Linked DNA regions of Urocitellus parryii: region 1 is linked to region 2. The links are chromatin contacts, called in public Hi-C maps. All regions are on one chromosome and are shown on one strand. The core of a region is the stretch at or near the end of the contact, and the rest is flanking DNA. Distances in the headings are between cores, read along the strand shown.

Region 1 (3,921 bases), core at 1,406-3,905, 150 kb after region 2:
GGAAACTACAGATGCTCCTCCACTTCCAAAGAATTATCCCAATAAACCCATCATAAATTGAAAATACTGAAAGTTGAAAATGCCTTGAATATACCTAACCTACCAAACAATCACAGTTCAACCACACTGTAGAGAATCAGTTATGTACCCTGATCATGTGGCTGACTAGGAGCTGTGATTTACTGGGTTTGATCTCCAGCACTGAAAAAAGAAAAAGAAATCTACATTTTGGCTTGTGTAGCTGGGTGATATAGTGGTGATATTACTAAATAAGAGGCATATTTGTGAGGAAAAACTGAGTTGTTTTAAGCAGTTAAGTTTGAAGTATCTATTTGACATTCAAGTAGAAAAAATCACAGGCAGACATACTTAGAAATATATATAGTACATATCTAAATCTACTGATCTGTATAAATCTATACTTGTCTATTAATCCATTTATCTCTGGAGTTCCATAAAATGGTTACATGTTGGAAAAAAAAAATCACAAGAGCCAGCATCACATAGACAATATTTAAAGCTCTGAAGCATACATCCCTACCTGTCTAACTGCTGAACTCCTAGTCATCCTTTAAAACCTAGCATAGACATCATTTTCCAAGAAGTCTTCCCGGAGTGGGAGGGAGGGAATAGTGGAAGGAAACTATAGATGCTAAATTAATCCCCTTTTGCTATTACTTGGGTACTTTACATGTGTTTATATTTTCCAATTTAAGACTGTATAGTAATAATTTGTCTACACATAATGACAAAACCCTCTTTCGATTTATACTGGTTTTATACTATAACTTACAATGTGCCTTACACACTAGGCTTTCGATAAATGTTAACTAAATAGAACTTATCAAATTCACAAAGCCAGAAGCAAAAGTTACAAGAACAATTAAAGACAAAATGTTGCCTGATGAAATTAAGGCTTCCAATATGAGGAAAACAATCAAATCTTTTTCCTCCCTTCCTCTACACTAATAAGTTTATAGAAGCAGAAAGGTGAAGTTTTTATATTCAGTCAGAAAAATTAAGAAATTATTTATTCTCTCAATGGTTAACATTATGATTATGCATCTATAAAATGATCTGTATAAAAAATGCTGATGTGTTTATCACCAAACAATGTGTCATTTATACCACAAAAGTTCTAGAAGGAGGCTAGGCAGGAGATAAGTACTTACCAGCAGACAATGCGCAAAGTCAGGACCTCCCACTAGGCCAGTAAAATTTCCCAGCTGCTCAGCAAGAGCTAACAGTACCTCATCTTCATCATAAATTGTATCTGGAAATGACAACAACCAGACACTCACCAATAAGAATAGAAGGATGGCCCCCAGCAGGACACACACAAAAACAGAAACAGATTCAACATGTACATAGTAAGATAGTCTAGTCAAAATCCTAATAGCATTTTCTTCATTTTTTATCAATAGTCTTCATGAATATGTTTTACAGAACTAAAAAAATCATACTCCCAGATCAATTACTTTCCCACTAGCTGAATGAGTAATGTTTGAATATACCTAGCTATTAACATTACAATATGTTTTATTTCTTTCGCACAGAAAGCACCATGATCAATTTTGTACTTAATGATATGCTGGGTAACAAACTCTAAAAAAAAAAAAAAAAAAAAAGTTTTGAAAGTCACTGGAAAATAGAATGTCCATGCCTTTCTTTAAACAAAAACACATACATACCTGTAAGGAATGGCAGCAGTTCAGTTCGGGTCCTTTCTACTCCAAGTGCTAGAGCAATTGTTGATAATTTCTTAATACTGTTGAGACGGAGCTTTAAAAAAGAAAATGGAAAAAAAGAACAAACTAAGAAATGACTGCAATTCAGACCAAAAAACAAAAGGGGCAAATAGGTGAGATGAGGGCATGCGGGTATAAAAAATAAAGATTTCCTAGGCAAAACACTGAAGAGCCCATAAGAGAAAGGACTGAATGAAAATACTCAAGAACTGAGATAATTTTAAAAAGAACAAACTCTGGCAGTAGTGAAGCACACGAAACGGTTGAATACACCTGCCTTTTCAAAGAAAAATTTCATCGCAGCTGATACACGACTCATCTGGGTTAATCAGCCATCCCTACCTTCTTTCCACCCAACAAGCCCGGCTAGTTTCCAAGACCGAGGAAGGCATTACACTGAACTTCAAAGTGCCCCTTGGCACCCAGAGACCCGCAGGCCGCCCCAGTCGCTCGCGACGGCTCATCTACAAGACGCCGGCCCAGCGCAGGACGCGGCGTAGCACGGAAGGAGCACGGAGACGGGAAGCCGGTTGTCCGACGGTCGCCAAGCACTGATGGGCACCAAGCCAACGCCTCACAGACCCGGGGAAAGGGTGCGGGAGAGGTCCCAAGGACGGTGGGGAGCGGCCATCATAGACTCCCGAGAGTCCTTCCTCGCCTCCCCCTCAAGTTTCTGCTCCGAGTTCGGTCTCTCAACCCGTGGGCCTCCACCATCGCGGCACCAACCACACGCCCTGCTGGGCCCACCTCAACTCCCCGGCCTCAGCCCATTACCTGCACATCCTCATTGCGGAGCTCGTCGATTAAAACTGCGATCGGGTATAGCGAATCATCTCCATCTCCGCCCGCTGCCCCCAGGCCGGTCCCGGGCCCCGCTGCGCCCGCCATGTTCTTTCTTCTCCGGCTGGTCGCCGCCGCCCGCCCCGCGCCCAGGCCCCGCCCCGCGCCCAGGCCCCGCCCCGCGCCCAGGCCCCGCCCCGCGCCCAGGCCCCGCCCCCGCCCCGCGCCTAGGAGGGCTGGGCCAAGACTGGTGCCTATCTTCCTAGCGGGTGGGAGAACTAAATTGGTTCGCTGATGGAGTCTCTCTCCCCACCCACATTGCAGGAGGTGTAGGTCTGAACTCCTAAAAGGTGGGCTAAGAAAGCTAACGGAACCCCTGTGACCTTTACCCAGCCGAAAGAAACAGGGGCAGGGATTCATCCTGGCCGTTGTGGTCTGAAGCAACCAGGGACCTTACCTGAGTGATGTGTGTTGTGCCTGCTCAGGACTCAGGCAGCAAAAGAGGGTGCCCGAGGCCAGGAGGAAAAAGGCTTTAGCGTCTCCTCTGGCTTAATCCTGGCGCCCAGCCATTGGGTCGCCAGCCCTAATTTCCCCCTCTTGGCCTCAAGCCTCTACAGAACCCCCTCCACCTCTTCCTTTGGCCTGGCTCCTGCTCTGAAAGACAAATAATGCGGGCGGTGAGAGAAAATGAACAGTGCTGTCCAAACTCTCCAGTCAATATTTTTTCCACGCAAGCTGTTGAAAACATGCTGCTCTCTTGTTTTTGTGTTTCTTTTCAGTTTGGTACTGGAATGGTGCCTTCTGTTGTATTTTCTTCCTCCCATTTTTTAGCTCTTTAGCATGCAAGAAGTACAACAATCAAGCAAAACTAGGACAGGCTTTAATCCTTCCAAATTGGGTGGGGTAGAATCTTTGCTTGTACAATAAGTCCTAAATTGGCCTCCCCAGACCTCCAAGAGTCCTCAAAGGCAGCAGTTGGAAGAGACAGGATCTGGGAGTTTTTTCTTACAAAGCTATGGAAAGTTTTCCCTTACCCTTTTAGGTCAGCACAAAATAACTAAAATGTCCTGTCTATGTTTGTTTTGGAGTGGAATTTAAGCAACTTAGAATGATAAGCATGTAATAAAATGATTATACATGTAATAAAACTAAAATTGCTAATAAATAAATTTAGGAGAGTTTTTTAAAAGCATGAGCCTCTGGGAAGTCAACAAAAACCACATTCTTCTCTTCACTATGCTCCTCACATCTCCATGTGACAGAGCCTTTAGTAGTAGTGAAAGTTTGGGAATCAGTAGACCTGAACAGTTTTTCTCAAATTAGTTCTGGGCAGATGTATTCTCTAGCGTTTTAATTTTAGTTTTTATAATTTTTTAGATTTACATAAGCATGT
Region 2 (3,538 bases), core at 68-2,567:
CCACTGTCAAGAACTGTAATTTCTCCCCCCTTACATATTTATTTAAAATATATTGTATTTTATTTATTTATTATTTATTATATTATTATATTTATGTATTTAAAAGTTAAAGTGAAAATATGGGTTCTTTTTAAAAATCCAATGTTTTATAATCCATATCTATCATTATTCTTTTTTGATACTTAAATTGCCTCTGATTTGGTAAGTGGAGGTAACTTCAAGCTGTCTTCTTTTGTCTTTTGACATATCCTTGATATATACAAGAAATCTCCTTGCTTTCTGGTACAAAATCTTTTAAGAGCACTTTATACTTTCCTTGTCTCTTCCTTCAAATGAGCCAATCTGCTAAGGAGTCTGGCTCCTTTTAGTGGAGAACGGTATTCACAAACCAAGATCTGGAGGCACATAATATATTTCAAAATATTAAAATTTTGCTGTTCCTGTTTTACCATATGAAAGACTGGTGTGATAATTCATAATCCTAGCATTACCTGTATGACCTTGTCAATTCCCTTCATTCCTTGCTGCCTCCCTCGTCATATCAAACGGAACTGGATTAAAAACACATTTCTTAATCTTTTCAGGGTCACTCACAGGTTGGGAATCCGATAAAAGCTATGATCCCCTTTCCCCGGGGACACTCTCAAATAAGCAAAACTTTCCCTACAATTTCAGGGCGTTCCAGCTTCCAAAGGCCACTGGAGCTTCCAAATGCCTGGGTTAAGAATCTCTAGGGTCTGTCTCTTCAATTCTGTGAGTCTATATGCTGTCAGAATGAGTCTTTAGCGACATCAAAATGTGGAAGGACGTATATAGCAACAAAATGAGAAAAGGACACAAAGAAAGAAGCCTGTGAGCAACGCGTTACTCAGCCACAGTTCTTTGCTGAAGCCAAATTTAGGGAGCACTCTACTCATAGGTGAGAGATTTTGGCGGGAAGGTCCGCAGGTGGGCGGAGAACGCCGGGGCAGAGCAGCAGCCCACAGGCCAGATGCAGGTCGATGCACACCTTCGATCGGCCCACCAGGGCTCGCTCTTGCCCTTCGGCTGGAAGACCGGGAAACCGGGCGGGCCGGGCGGCGACCCCGCCCCTGGCAGCAGCGAGGCGGAGAGAAAGCGGAGGGCGCCGAAGCCCGGAAGGAACGCGCCGGCCAGGTCCGCGCCCCTCCCGGCGCGCCGACCCACCCTTTCTCCCTCCCGCCGCCTACGTCGGCGGTGCTCCGGTCGCCATGGTGACCAATCGAGGCCCGGTCCCGCCCCCGCCCCCTGCCCCGGCCCCCTGACGTCGGCGCACGTCAGCGGCGGCGCGCGCCTGGCTGGGCCCTGCGGAGCGGGAGGGAAGGAGCGAAGGAGCGATCCGAGCGGCCGTCGCCCGAGCCGAGCCGCGCAGCCGGTCCGCCCGCCCGCTCGCGCTTCAGTCGCCGTGTCTAGCAGCGGGGCCCAGCATGGTCATGGCGGATGGCCCGAGGCACTTGCAGCGCGGGCCGGTCCGGGTGGGGTTCTACGACATCGAGGGCACGCTGGGCAAGGGCAACTTCGCGGTGGTGAAGCTGGGGCGGCACCGGATCACCAAGACGGAGGTGCGGCCCGGGGCTCGGCGGGAGCGTCCGAAGAGAGGGTTCGGGAGAGAAGCTGTTTACTGAAAGGGCAGGCTGTAGTGGTGCGACCGGGAACACCGGAGAGGCCGCGCCACTTGCTTAGGCAAGCGGGCCTGGGACCGTGAGGACCCAGAGGTGCTGGGGGTCGGTGAGCAGCGAAGGGACCCGGGCCCGGTCACCCAGACCCGAGTGCCGTCCGTATGGAGCCCGGTTCCCCCGGGCTTTGCCTTCCCCTACGCCACCCCCGGTGGCCCACGGAATTTCTCCCAGAGCCTCCCACCCGGGCCGTGACCTGGTCTGTGGCCTCGGCTCCGGAGCCCAAGTTCCGCGTCTTCCCCGCTTTCGACTGGGGGTGGGGTGGGAGGGGAAGTCTCGGTGCTCCCGGGCTGCGCGGTGAGAGATGTCGCCAGCCCGTGGAGGGGACCTCCTGCGCTCAGGCTCCGCTCACGGGGATCGCGCGGCCCCCGACCCTGGCTTTCCTCCTGCCCAGCTAAGAAGGGGCCTCCGTGTCCGGGAATGCCCAGGCAGCCACTGTCCTTCTTTCCCTCCTTTTGCCTTGCAAGGTCTCTGATTTGGTGCCTGGCTAGCTTGATCTCTTGCCTGAGGTATTTCCATCTAATACTCCAGACAAAAGAACTGGTTAAAATGGTCATCTCGATATTTGTACAGTTGGTGGGTTGGTTTTACTTGGGTAGGGTTGTCCCTTTACCAGGTGTGCATTCTGTCTGTAAAAATGAATTTCTTAAACCACTTCAGAATGCCTCTCTACTCCTAAAGCCCTCAACTGCTTCCTGACGGCGAATCCAGCACCCCCCCCCCCCATCCATTGCACATTCTAATGCACCGCACATATTTTCTCACAAGTCTCTGTTCTTACCTAACCCGCCCCCCTTCCTTCCACTGCTTCAAGCTGCTCTCCTCAGGGTCTCTATTTTAAGATGTGCAAATTAAATATCTTGGCGGGGGGGAAAGATAGAAACAAAACCATTCTTTAGAATAAAGCCTAGTGGTTTTGACGTACTCTATTCTGCCTCGTTGTAATTGTCACTGGAGTTTCACCCTTTTTCAGTTTTCCCCATAGTTTCATCCTGTTCCTTCCCTCCCCCCGCCCTTGTTAGTACTAATGCACTAGACTTTGAGGACTTTGAATTTAGAATAAAGTAGTACTTTTATTTTTTTCTAGGATGACTTACGTAAGGCGAAGGGCATTTGAAAAGTTGAATGATTTTAGTAGTAGTAGTATTTAAAAGTTTTGCTTAATGTCCATTTTTAAAAAGAAGGGGAATATATCATGTCATCTTCACTTTTTGCCCTCTACTGATCCTAAAGCAACCCAAATCTGAATTATTTGAGGCATTAGGACCAAGGTCACAAATTTTTCTTGCACAAATTTGGCGGTGTTTCCATTGTTAGCGATTTAGACTGAGATGTAATGATAATATGACAATACTGACATTACTAAATCTTTGCATAGTGTAATCTGATCCCAGTATTTTTTTTTTTTTAATGAAGAGAGTGGTTCATTCCATTAAAGAGCCATGGCTGAATGTCATGCCATTTTCCTTTAAGTTACATAAAAAGGAAAACACTTAAAACGTGTATTTCATATGAGCCCTTGTTTAATGATTATCTAAAAATCAAACATATTGCACAGAATCTCTAAGTATAGAGATTCTGCAAAACTTTTGAGCTGTATTATTACATGACTGAATATCAATCCCATGGTTCATAATATTTTTTCAACAGCTCTTTATTAGTATTACTAGTAAATTTTACTTATGTTATTTTGTCAGGTCAAATTTAGTTAATATAACATCTGTTTAAGAACTCTATTAGTGGAAGTGATGGTAACTGATACTTTCTCTTGAGGTTGACAGTTCCAATGGTGTCTCTTTCAAGCTGATACAGCTTAATGAGCTAGGGGGCACTGTGGAGTAATG

What was found. Hi-C and Micro-C count contacts between places; a contact is called where the count stands out from the background.
Region 1: a contact with region 2 is called in a Hi-C map of muscle, with 5 times the contacts expected there. The contact joins the promoter of Ppp2r1b here to the promoter of Sik2 in region 2. A contact is called at or near these places in 2 of 2 Hi-C or Micro-C datasets (liver and muscle).

What each region holds. Positions count from the first base shown.
Region 1 is chr4:98,865,360-98,869,280 of mUroPar1.hap1, forward strand. It overlaps Ppp2r1b (protein phosphatase 2 scaffold subunit Abeta), which reads right to left and starts at 2,656. Exons shown (of 16, transcript XM_026392518.2): 1 at 2,523-2,656; 2 at 1,692-1,782; 3 at 1,173-1,273. The coding sequence starts at 2,636.
Region 2 is chr4:98,717,367-98,720,904 of mUroPar1.hap1, forward strand. It overlaps Sik2 (salt inducible kinase 2), which reads left to right and starts at 1,318. Exons shown (of 16, transcript XM_026392509.2): 1 at 1,318-1,580. The coding sequence starts at 1,446.